2 separate regions of the Mus musculus genome follow, and region 2 is linked to region 1. The links are chromatin contacts, called in public HiChIP or PLAC-seq maps. All regions are on one chromosome and are shown on one strand. The core of a region is the stretch at or near the end of the contact, and the rest is flanking DNA. Distances in the headings are between cores, read along the strand shown.

The links. HiChIP or PLAC-seq counts read pairs in DNA pulled down with a chosen protein or histone mark.
Region 2: a contact with region 1 is called in an H3K27ac HiChIP or PLAC-seq map of embryonic stem cells, with 11 read pairs. The contact joins two enhancer-like sites. A contact is called at or near these places in 1 of 15 datasets of contacts at CTCF or cohesin (the NIH/3T3 cell line), 5 of 484 Hi-C or Micro-C datasets (2-cell embryo, liver, morula and 1 more), 3 of 115 datasets of contacts at active chromatin or transcription factors (embryonic stem cells and hepatocytes) and 1 of 9 other capture datasets (embryonic stem cells).

Annotation. Positions count from the first base shown.
Region 1 is chr15:55,219,569-55,225,985 of GRCm38.p6, forward strand. The region is part of intron 8 of Deptor (DEP domain containing MTOR-interacting protein); the gene reads left to right. Among named protein-coding and RNA genes, the nearest start is that of Gm26296, 40 kb to the right of the region's middle. Within about 2 kb of position 2,648, at least 13 of the 459 cell types and tissues checked have an H3K27ac peak or open chromatin away from gene starts, as enhancers often do. A contact at or near this core is called in embryonic stem cells, where this site is marked.
Region 2 is chr15:55,284,327-55,290,655 of GRCm38.p6, forward strand. No RefSeq gene overlaps it. Among named protein-coding and RNA genes, the nearest start is that of Gm35312, 5.4 kb to the left of the region's middle. Within about 2 kb of position 3,590, at least 6 of the 459 cell types and tissues checked have an H3K27ac peak or open chromatin away from gene starts, as enhancers often do. A contact at or near this core is called in embryonic stem cells, where this site is marked.

The DNA.
Region 1 (6,417 bases), core at 1,398-3,897:
ACTTTGACTCAAAGAAGGATTTTATATTTTACTTCTACAATGAACACTCTGTATAAATTATTTTTGGCACATTCTTTCAGTTTCGTGTATGAACTCTTTTATATGAGGAAGGATTTGGCTTAACCCAAATTTCTTTTGAGAAGGAATTCAGTAGATTCCCATGGCAGCTGAAGACCTGGCTTTGGCCCAGCTAGCGAAGCAGACTGGGAACTTAATTGCTTTTAGTTCACCTCTAGTGATTAGCTGTAGCATAACCTTCCTATTTGGTTCATATTCCTATCTTCTCTGGAGGTATATGATGGTTTTCATGTACCACAGAGCAGTATAGAATTTATCTGAGCAGATTCTCTGTAATTGCACTGTATAGCATTCTAGTTCAGCAACAAGTCCTCACCTGAACATTCCTGCTCAAACATCTTCTATACTCTTCTTGGAAATTAATCAGACACATTATACACATTAGCATATTCATGACTCTTCTAAATCTGGCAGGGGAGGGGGTGGTTTTAAATTATATAACCTATCAGTTTATCCCGGAAGAGAGACTCCAGTAAATGCCTGTAATTCCAGGACACAGGGACTGAGAGCAGGAAGATTGTGACTTCAAGGCCAGCCTGGGCAACATGGCAAGACCTAATGGGAGGGAAGGTGGGTGGGGATGCAATTCCCATATGAGAAAATACATTTGGACAAACTGCATATATGTATGAATGTATGAATATATATAGATATATTTATCTATGTATCTGTATACACATATATGACTATATGTAAATATATGTGCATCTGAGTGTGTATATGTGTATTTAGGATTGTGCATGCCTGTATTCCAATACAGGTTGGTTTGCTTTTGTTTGTTTTTGAAGTGAGTGTCTCATGTATCCCTCAAGCTGGCCTTAAACCCATGATCCTTTGACCTCTGGCTTCCAAGTACTGGACCTACAGGTGTGTACCTCACTTCTAGCTTAGAACTGTCCAGTTTGTCATTGTTGGTGGTGGGGGGGGGGTTTCTTCTGTTTTTTTCTAAGACAGGGTTTAGCTCTGTGTGTAGCTCTGGCTGTCCTAGAACTTGTTTTGTAGACCAGGCTGGCCTTGAACTCTGAGATCTGCCTGGCTTTGCCTCTGAAGTGCTGGGATTAGAGGAGCACACCATATATGTTTGAATCATGCTGCTGGTGGCTGTGACAATGATGATGACTGTCCTACCTTCTATAGATTAGCTGTGTGTACTCACTAGAAATTATTTTGTGTATTTTCCTACCCAAAGCACTGAGTAAATTTATGTCCCATTATCATGTGTGTGTCGATAGAATTTTTTTTTTTTTTTTTTTTTTTTTTTTGGTTTTTCAAGACAGGGTTTCTCTGTATATCCCTGGCTGTCCTGGAACTCATTCTGTAGACCAGGCTGGCCTCGAACTCAGAAATCCCCCTGCCTCTGCCTCCTGAGTGCTGGGATTAAAGGTGTGCGCCACCATGCCTGGCCCAGATAGAATAATTTCATTTCCATTAAATGACAGTTGTGGGCAAGAGAAACAGCAGGTAAGGGTGCTTGAGCCTCTATTTCCTGGTTGTTTACATCGTGAAGAGTTACACTGACCTGGGTCCTTGTTCCATACTCGCCTTCCCGAGTAATGGATTAAGGTCCTTGAAACTTTGAGCCCAATTCAACATATCCTCCAGCTCGGAGTTTCTGTTAGAAATGTAACCCAAGTAATTAAAACCCATTATGTCAGGCCTCTGACTTTCTCCTTGTCTCTTTCTGTTTGTGGGGATACAGCCCTACATCTGGCCACTGTGACTCTCTCATTCAGGAGAGTTTTACGGTCTCGGGAACCACATAGTTTTACTGCCTTAAGTGCTTAGAGCAGGTCATCTCACACGTTATGGGTGCTTACCATTTCCCTCTCCATCGCATCTCTGTCACCTTGTTAGGGGATCAGAATGCTTCAGAGTGTGGTCCATCCATATGAGGATAGGACAGGTCCCAGACTGGTGACAATGGGTGCTAGGTTCCCTCGTTAATACTTCAAGAGCTTCCAGCCAATATCTTTGAATCTGAGCTGCTCCAAGTTTATAAAGGTTTTTTTTTTCCTCCCCCTTCCATCTCTCCCTTCCCCTCCTCTTTCTTTCTCTTTTTTTCCTGATGTATTTCAGCCTGGCTTTGAACTTGCTAAGTAGTGGAAGATGACCTTGGTTTTGCTACTTCTGCTACTACCCCCACCTGGTGCTGGGATGGCAGTGATTCTGATCACCATTGTCATTTTATAAGTCATTTTATTTATATAATGTCATTTTGTAAGTGCAAGGCAAGCACTCTACAACTGAACCCATCCCATCCTTTCTTTTTTCCCTGCCACTTTACTGAGGAAGTCAGTCGATTCTTTCTCACTCTCTTGTAGACTGCAGTCAAATAAGTGTGCTGTGGACTCTAACCACATGTCACACACCATTCCTTTGCTCTCACATCACTGCTAGCCCTGAGTCTAGAATCCACTGAATTTGTGATCTTTTCGTAGACTTCCATAGTCCCAAGTTCAGTCCCAGTCTTTGCATTTCACAAATAACCTCCCTGTCTGGCTATTCAGTAAGTCTAATGAAGTAGCTCTGGCACTTAATGCACACTAATGGCTTCCTGTTGCCATGAGATTAAACGCCAAGATGTAGCTAGCGAGTCCTTTGTTCTTGGGCCCTATCAAAACCTCATACCCTGCCCTGTATTGTAGTCCTATTGTCTTTCTCTGTAACTTCCAAACACTAGGTTAACTCCTGCCCTGGCTAAGTAGGCTGGAACCACTGTTATCTTTCAAGTCTGAGATTCTATGTTCCTGTCTCAGCGAAGCCTTCCTTCACTACACTGTGAGAGCTCTCCCAGTCGTTCCCTGCTTGCTCTTTATTGTGTAGCCCTGCTGTTTAGTCATCCTAGGCTGTGACAAAAATCCCATAGGCTGCAGAAGTTTAAACCATCAAACATTTGTTTGAAAGTCCAAGATCAAGGTTCTGGTCGATTCTGTGTGTGGTACAGCTTCTTAGTTTACACTGTCCTGTTGCTGGGCTTGAATTGCTTTGGATTTTGGGGGTTTGGTTGGATGGATGGATGGATGGATGGATGGATGGATGGATGGATGGATGGACGGACAGACGGATGGTTGGTTGGTTGGTTTTTTTGTTTGTGTGTATGTGTGTACTTGTGTGTGTTTTGGTTTTGTTTTGTTTGTTTTTTACTGGAGCAAGTGCAAGTTCTCCCATCACCTGATATAAACTACTAATCCTACTCATGAGGATGCCTGCACGATGCCCTCCTGCAGGCCCTGCCTACTGACCCCATCCTACCCTAGGGGAGTAGCACACAAATATTCAACCCATCGTTCTTGTCTTGTTTTCTGTATAACCAGGATCTGGAAAAAAAAGTTTTTTTTTAAATTTTTAATCTCCAGTGCCTACACCAAGGTTTATTCTCTGTCTAAATAACTGTCGTCCAAGTATCTAGGATAATCCCTGGCACTGAAGCAGAATTATTGACAGATCTAATGGTATTTTTTTGTAAAAGGGGTCAGGGAACCCGGGCGGGTACTTATTATCTACATCAGAATTTGGGTACTTAGCATTTGCATCATGGCTTCAGATATTTTATAGCCATGATCTCTTTGATTTTTCCAACCTCTTATGAGGATGTTTGGAAAAAAACCTCCCTACTTTATAACTGAGGAGATAAGGACCCAGTTAATCCCTTTCCCAGTGTCACTCAGCATATAAATGTCAGGGCTAGATTCAAATTATCATGCTGCTGGTGATGTTGGTGGTTGTTGTTGCTGCTGCTGCTGCTGTTTTGAGACAGAGTTTTACTTATCTACTCCAGGGTAGCCAGGATACTATTTATTATGTTGCCTAAGTTAGAACAAAGATGTTATTTCAAGATATAGAAACTGTTGAGGCAGAGCACAGTAATTGGTAAGTCCCAGTAGGTCATTAAATGTGTGGTGAAGTACTTAAGGGTGCATAACCTTGCATGTCTCCTACAGAAGGGAATTTATATTCTTTTCAAACATGTTTATAGAATGGTCACGTGCTATAGCTGAGGGTAGTGTTGAACACCTTTGGTCCCGGCACAAGAGAAGCAGAGGCATTTGGATCTCTATGAGTTCCAGGCCAGCCTGGTCTACAGAATGAGGTCCAGGACATCCAGGGCTATACAGAGAAACCCTGTCTTGAAAAACCAAAAGGACAGAGACAGAAAGGGAAAGAGCAAGGAGAAAGAAAAACAGACAGACACACACACACACAGGGGGAGCGGGAGCAGGAGAGGGAGAGAGGGGGGGGGGGGATGAGAATGGTCACATGCTCACCTGGATTGGTTTGAAGAAGATCAAATAAATAACTTGTTCTTGGCTTCAGCCTCTCACTTGGACCAGAACTAGATCTTACAGGGTCACCCAAGGGAACACTCCAAAACACTCCCTTTTGTTTGTTTAATCAAGCCCTTGTATCAAGCCCTTGTTAGAGCAAACCATTCAACCTTCAGGCTCCCTCAGACTTGTGCCATTCTTACAAAGACAGAACCAGAGAAGTCCAAGGTCTTCTCTCTCTCCCTCTCTCTCTCTCTCTCTCTCTCTCTCTCTCCCCCTCCCTCCCTCCCTTCTTTCGAGAATAATTAGATCTGTGAGAATCAGCACTTGAGTGTTCCTGCTGGCCTATGCCAAGTCTCACAGGCACTTCTAGACTCCTGGCTCCTTTTCTTGTTTCCTGCTGTGCTGAGTTGATGGATGTTGGCTTACTTCCTCCCCTTGTTTGTTTCTTTGTATGTTTATATAAAAACAACTACCTGAGTCACAGTACCAAGTGAATGGCATTGCCTCCTTCTGCACTGCAAGAAACCTTCCTTTCATCTAGAGAAAACATTTCCAAAATCCTCCTCATTAGTCTTCCTTTCCCATGTATGTTGCTTGGAACTTTCCTCTCAGGACAAGAGAGACCAGATTCCTACCCAGTCAGCGTAGAGTGACCACCAAAGCAGATAGGAAAAAAAACCTCCCTGGGCTCTGAAAGAGCTCTCAAATAGTTTGTTTTTCAATCAGTAGCTACTGATTGCTGCCCTGGCCTGCTTGTCACACTGGGCCATCATGGGATTGACAGGTGAGCAGAGAAGACATTAGGCAACTTATCCAGGATTGGATATATAATTATGTGTACATATAACTGATTACATGTAAGTCACATACATATATAATTATGTGTCTCTGAGATCCTACCACTAAAGGAAAGAGAGTGCTGGCACTTTTTACAGGGTGGGAAGGGGGTGAAAGGAGGGCTTCCCTGAGGAGAGAAGAATTGAGCCAAGGTCTAAAGAATGAGCAGAAATCAGATCAATGTGTGGCTGTGAACTCGAGACATCTGTGTCAAAGATTGTGTCTTTAGAACACGCACGTCCCTTTTCTCTGCTTCTGAGTCACAGAGAAAGTAAGGTGTTTACCTTTGCCCCATATTCCCCTTGGCAACAATGTTGTGTCTAAGCTCATGTGACCAACACAAGTGACCGTGGACCTGAACTCTCAGAATCTATGCGCCAAAATTAATCTTGTAAGTTGTTTCTATTGGGTAATTGTTTTTACAACAAAGTAAAAGTCACCAATACAGTTTCATAAATAAGGAGGTAAATACAAATTAAAACTTAACTTGTTGTTGGAATTATTTAATCTCAATTGGAGGAATCTACCCTGACTTTGATCATTCAGTTCCTAGACAGAAGACACACAACTAACTTTTATTATTATAATAAGCCTTAATCAGCACTGGAGCTGGGCAGATATCTACCCTCTAAGCTATTGGAATCTACTTCCCCATCAATAACCCTGGATTACAATTTGCCATAGGCCTGGGGGGGTGGGATATTTAGCATTACAATACATGGGAAAAACCCCAAAACTCAACAATAACTAAAACATCTATAAAGAATTCAAACAGCTCATCTGGGTCTGGCCTATGATCCCAGCACTTGGGAAATAGAGGCAGGAAGATCAGAAGCGAAGTCATTCTTGGCCACACAGTGAATTCAAGACCAGCTTGAACTTTGTGAGACCTTGTGTCAAGAACAAATTTTAAAATGTCCTACTTCACCACATGTGCCACGTAGATCATAGGACATGTCTGTCACTCCACATCCCTAATGCTTTTCTTCCGTCGACCCCTCCACCAGTGGCAACTCGTGATGGGATTCTTTTTTTTCTTTTTTCTTTTTTTCTTTCTTTTTTTTTTTTTTTTTTTTTGTCATTAGATTTTTAAAGCCAGTGGGATCCTTGTGACTTGGTAACTTCAGGCAACTGACTTCATTTCTCTCTGACTTGTCTTTGCTGATGACATATATATGGCATCTTCTTCGGGGCTGGAGGGGGAGGTCACGTACATAGACCCGTTCCCAACCAT
Region 2 (6,329 bases), core at 2,340-4,839, 66 kb after region 1:
TCTCAGATCGCCATGGCTGACCTGACAAATTGTGATCCTGTGTTATCCTTTAAGACCTCCACTGAAGACTTATACAGGGAAGAAACCCTTCCTGCTTTCCAGCAACAGGCCCTGAGAGAATATTTTTTTTTTTTTTTTTATTTTAGAGACGCAGATGGGGGAAGGATGATACAGACCACAAACCCAGTCTAATCTATCTATTTAACCCACTAAGATGCCTACTACTTGACAGAGACTGCAGGAAAAAAATCTATTTATTTAGTGCTGCAATGTCTAATCTTCACTGTCAGCGTGTCAGGATTTAGACTTACCTAGGAGACAAACCTCTTGATGTATCTGTGAGGGTGTTTCCAAAATGGATTAACAGAGGAACGAAGAGAAGACTCATTATAGATGCAGTGACACAGTTTTGTGGGTTGGTGTGATTTGCTTTGATGGGACATGTGCTGTGGGCTTGGTGATGTAGCTGAGACACAGCACCCAGAAAGGATTGGGGAGCTTCATGGAGCTTTTGCTTTTGCTTTGGCGAGTCAGATGAACACCAAGCAGGTAACACAACGAAGTGTAGCACCAGGGAGACCTATCCTTTCCTTCAGAGGATTTTACATCTTCCTGTGTGCTTTCCTCTGTTGTTTTATAGGAAGAAGACTTTGAAAAGTTCAAAGCAAAGATCCCCCTATCAGGAAGTGAGTTTTTGCCAATGGGAGATCTTCAATAATGTCTAGAAAAGATTTAGTTATTACAATTGTTTTCTTCTAGCAACCGCTAGGGATGCTGCTACGTATCCTTCAAGGTACAGAACAGCCCTCCACAACGGCGAGTTGACTCAAAATGTCAGAACTACAAGGTGTAAAAGTCTTGATTGCTCACCTCTCTATCTTTTTTTTTTTTTTTTTTTTTTTTTTTGAGACAGGGTTTCTCTGTGTAGCCTGACTGTCCTGGAACTCACTCTGTAGACCAGGCTGGCCTCGAACTCAGAATTCACCTGCCTCTGCCTCTGCCTCTGCCTCTCTGCCTCTCTCTCTGCCTCCCAAGTGCTGGGATTAAAGGCGTGCACCATCACGCCCGGCCTCTCTATCATTTTAATAACTGGAATTCTTTCTTTTTTTAAGATTTATTAACTTAATATATGTGTGTTCTATCTGCATGTACACCCGTGTGCCAGCAGAGGGCGTCAGACCCCATTATGGATGGTTGTGAGCCACGATGTGGTTGCTGAAAATTGACTTCAGGGCTTCTGGAAGAGCAGCCGGTGCTCTTAACTGCTGAGCCATCTCTCCAGCCCCCAGTGATGGGAATTCTTAAACTATGAACATACAGCTGAAGATAGGTGTTAAAACAGAAGACGTTTCTAAACTCTGTGGCTTAAGCAGTTCAAGTCTAGGGAATCTGACAAAGTTTATGATGTGTAAGCCTAGAAACTTAAATATGGCATCAGAATTTGCAAGATGCCTCAGTGGTTAAAAGGACTGGCTGCCATGCATGCTGCCTGCATTTAACCACAGGAATCTACATGATATAAGGAGAAAAATGGACTCTTGTAAGTACCTCTACCCATGTGCTGCAGCGGGTGCGTGTCTCCCCAACACACACACACACACACACACACACACTGTGTAAATGTGGGAGGTAATTTTAAACAGCATTACTAATCTGTGTATTGGGCCACCTATCTAGAATACTAACATTCAGAAAGATGAGGCAGGAAGTTACTACTTTGAATCTAGCCTGAGCTACTTTACGAGACCTTGTCTCAAACAAAAGAAAACACCCATAAAAAGAAATTGCTGGCTCTAAAATAGTAAGCAAGAAGTGTCTTAATATCTAGAGGCTTCTCCCAAGCATGCGGAGCTGAGGTTATCCTCGCCCGGTGACTCTGAAGACATCTAAGAGCTTGGTGCCAAGGAAACAGTTTACTTAAGACAAGTCCATCTAAGAGTCACTTCATTTCAGAACTGTGGAGAGAAGCAAGTCACTTACCTTCTCTGTTTGAAAAGACAGAGAAGTGCGGGGGTGGGGGGTGGGGGGTGGGGGGAAAGATTAATGGAGCCGCACCCCTCGGCCAAATCCAGCCTGCACACTCACTGGTGTGCAGAAAGGGAACTGTGCATGTTTGGGAAAGGATGTCTGTCCCTTGTGTCTTCCTCCTCCTCCTGTCTTGGAAAAAAAAAAAAGAATATCTTTGTACTGATCAATTCTATCTGGGGATTAAAGCACATTTAGTTTTAGAGGTACTTTAGGGATGGGATGTAGCTTAATGATAGAAGACATGCTTAGCATACTGAAGCCCCTAGATTCTATTTCCAACAACTCTTCTTAAAAATGAAAGGTAGTAGATTTTTTTCCATTTTAACCAAAACCTCCCCAAACAGTATAGTTAGTTCATGACCAAGAGTTCAAACACAGGAGCCTGTGGGAGATGTTTTGCATTCAGAACACATCCATCACTAACATCAAATTTCTTTTTCTTTTTTTTCTGAGACAGAGTTTCTCTGTATAGCCCTGGCTGTCCTGGAACTCACTTTGTAGACCTCGAACTCAGAAATCCACCTGCCTCTGCCTCCCAAGTGCTGGGATTAAAGGCGTGTGCCACCACGCCCACTAACATCAAATTTCTTATTTTTCCTCCATAAACTGCACTCCTAGATTCTTTCCAGGGCCAGTGGCGGGAGTTACCCAGAGCCTGAGACCTTTAGATATTACCAATCCCACTGACTGGTAGGAAGAGGGTCAGAAGTAGGATTCTCTGATAGCTCATGAACTCTTTTTTTTTTTTCTTTCCTTTTGCACTCCCCTCCTCCCCCAGCAGGCAGGTGGAAGGGGCAATAAATGTTAAGACATGGTCTCATCAGGTAGCCAAGGACAACCTCAAACTTAGTCTTCCTGACGGCCTCCCAAGTATGGACATTACGAGCATCATGCCGTTCTTGAACTGTTCTTCTTCAGATCAGTGTCACGTGGTCCAGAGTCAAGGTCGAAATGCAGGCTATAGACTTTCAATCTCACTGGACATGTGGAAGAATGTTGAGGTGACGTGTGCGGCAGAACGACACGGGTCTTTTACTATGAAAGTGTGAGGCACGCAGGGCAGATGGCGGAGGGGCTCTGACTGCTGAGTCCCCAGATGGTGCATGCATGAGTAGCTTCCGTTTGACCATCCAGGCAGCATGGCAGACATAGAATATATGTTGAAGGAGGAAAGTATTTGTGGGTGCAAAAATTTGGGATGGATCTGGAAGTTAACAAAGAAAAGATTTTTAGTTTGAGGCTATTCAAGTGACTTTTCTTTGGCTAAAGGGACACAATATCAAGTCTCTGGGGAGACAGAGAGACTATCAGTGAATTCAATAGGAAAGAAGAGCTAGACTAATAGTCACCCTTGGGAAGGGGAGGGAGCAGTGCTGTCCAGCTTGTGATTTAATAAGAGAGTTTGGTCTAAGTGGGAGGACATTTCCTCATCTTCAGTCTTTAAATAGGCTGTGGTGATTATCATGTGCAATCTGCATTTTCCTTGCCTGGCCAGGGCCTGGGTGCCTTCTTGGCTTCTCATTGTCATGCTAGCTATTTCTAGCCACATAGATCACCTGACTTCCCCTCCATTCTCCACCTCACCCTCTATGGCTCAGGGTCCGGCCTGGAGCAACCCCTTGCTTTGCAGCCTTGGTGTGTGGAAGTTATAAAGCTTCCTTATCCACGTTGCTGACCACTGCCCCACCATTTCCAGGAGCCCCAGCAATGACTGGGTCCCAACAGAAACTTGTCTGAGGTCCTCAGCATCAGTTACTATCTCTGTTCACTGTTTCCTTGGTTCTGTCAATTGCCAAGATAGCCAGGCTCAGGAATGACTATTGCTTCTGGAGTCTTGACTGGGTAGGAAATACTCTCTCCTTCCATTGATCTCTTGCCAAGAACCAGCCTCTGCTTGGAGAGGGGTTCTGAGGAAGGGGTGTCTAGGAATGGCTAAACAAACAACTATAAGTCAAATTGTCCAGGCTGGTGGCCTATGTTCTTTCTGCTCTAGACCGCTTTCCAGGCTGCTCTCTTTCTCTCTGATGTGTTTTCTCTCTCTCTAAGTTCTGCTCCAGATGGTTCTCCAAGCAGTTCTCTCTGGCTATTCTAAAAAAAATTCTCTGAATAGCTTATCTCTTGCAGATCATAGGTCCAGTCTTTTATTTTACATATCAATTCAGTCATTTACTCCAGGTTTCCTTTTGATTGTCTCATGAATCAGCATCCGGAGACCCAAGGCCCTTGATTCCTAAGAGACTGCAAACACACATTTTCTGTTAACATTGCAAAAGAATTCAGAGGTCTACCTGTTAAGCACAGACAGCAAGCTAATTGAGTATGCCTCATCCTGAAATTACCATTTCTACCTCACCTGGACCTAAATTAGTTCTGTCTCAGGCTGACCTTGAACTCAGGAATCTGTCTGCCCGGGTAAGTAAAAACAAGATGATGTCCTGCAATTATCATTTCCTAAATCTCTTTATCTCCTTCCTTAGTATCTTTCCAACAAGTTGTCTCATAGTTAGCTGCCTTTATTCTTTTAGAATCAAGAGGCCTCTCATAAAATTCATATTGTATATTTTTTGCATATTTTTGAGGAATTATATATTTTGAACTCATGTTTTAAAGAGTTCTTTTCCACCCCCTTAAGGGCTGTCCTGAAGGACCCCAGGGCTTCCCATTTTGCTGAGACATTAGCCACACCTTAACCTCCTGGATTTGTGCTATTTCTGATTATCATGGAGTCATTAATATTAACAGGGAGAACATTGCTCGAAGGAGGAATGTAAAATGTGTACATTATTATACAAACAAGCCTTATGTCCTTGGCAGCCATTGACATTCATGGAGACCCCTGTCGTGTCTGTTGGCCTTGTTCCAGGGGCAGGGACCATGTCACTCTGTCCCCATGAAGACCATGCTGGACCCAGCAGCCTCTTCTCTGGGTTTTTGCCAAGGAAAAAAAGGAATCTCTGACCATTTTATTATTTTTTTTCTTTTTCTTTTTGGTTGTCTCCCCCCGCCCCTCCCCAGGGTTTCTCTGTATAGCCCTGGCTGTCCTGGAACTCACTTTGAGACCAGGCTGTCCTCCAACTCAGAAATCCACCTGCCTCTGCCTCCCGAGTGCTGGGATTAAAGGCGTGCGCCACCACTGCCCGGCTCATTTTATTCCTTTACTTTCTTTATATCCACCTTTTTTCTATAATCCATTTGGCCAAAAATGGTTAGGCAGAACCCTTTAAGGAAGAAAGCCCTCTAGTTAATGCTTTAAATGATCACTTCTCTTTACTTATTAATTACTAGTTATTATTAACACAATTGATGTGTGTGTGTGTGTGTGTGTGTGAGACAGAGACAGAGAGGAGAGGAGAGAGAGTTACATTTCCATTGCTGGGATAGAGCACAATGTCGAAATCATCACATAGAAGGAAGTGTTTATTTGGGCTTACTGTAACTAAGGATTAGAGTCCAAGGTGTTCAAATGGAACCATGGAGGGCGGGAGGGGGAGCCCGAATAGAAAGTTGAGAACTCGGGTGGTGGTGGCACACGACTTTAATCCCAGCACTCGGGAGGCAGAGGCAGGTGGATTTCTGAGTTCGAGGCCAGCCTGGTCTACAAAGTGAATTCCTGGACAGCCAGGGCTATACAACAAAGAAACCCTGTCTCAAAAAAAAAAAAAAAAAAAAAAAAAAAAAAAAATCAAAATCAAAAACAAAAACAAACAAACAAAAAAACCAAAAAAAAAAAAAAAAAAAAAAAAAAAGTTGAGAATTCGAAACTTGAACATTGAGGTAGAAAAACTGAGCTAGAAATGGCACCAGTCTCTAACGTCTCAAAGTCAACTTCCAGTGACATACGTTCTTTGGCAGGGCCAGATCTCTGAAGACTTTCCAAACTGTGCCACCATTGGGCACTTCTAATTCTCTAAGATTATTGGGGCATCTCATTCAGTGTGTGTCACACCATGCACAGTGTGTGTGTGTGTGTGTGTGTGTGTGTGTGTGTGTGTGTTTTATGTGTGCATTGTGTGACATGGCTAATGTCTGAGAACCACTTTAGGAAGCCTGTTCTTTTCTTCCATTTTGATGTGAGTTTCAGGAATCAGATTTGTGCCACTAGGCATGTGCTTCTCACTGAGACAGACTCCGTGCTCTCTTTGTTCAAGAATATTGCTTTGTGCCGGCAGTCCTGCCTCCTACCTCTAATCCCAGGAGTCAGGAGGTAGAGGCTGGAGGCAGGTGAACTCCCTGTGTGTTCATGGCCAGCCTGGTCTACAGAGTTTTAAGACGCTCAGTGCTACACAGTAAAACCATTTCTG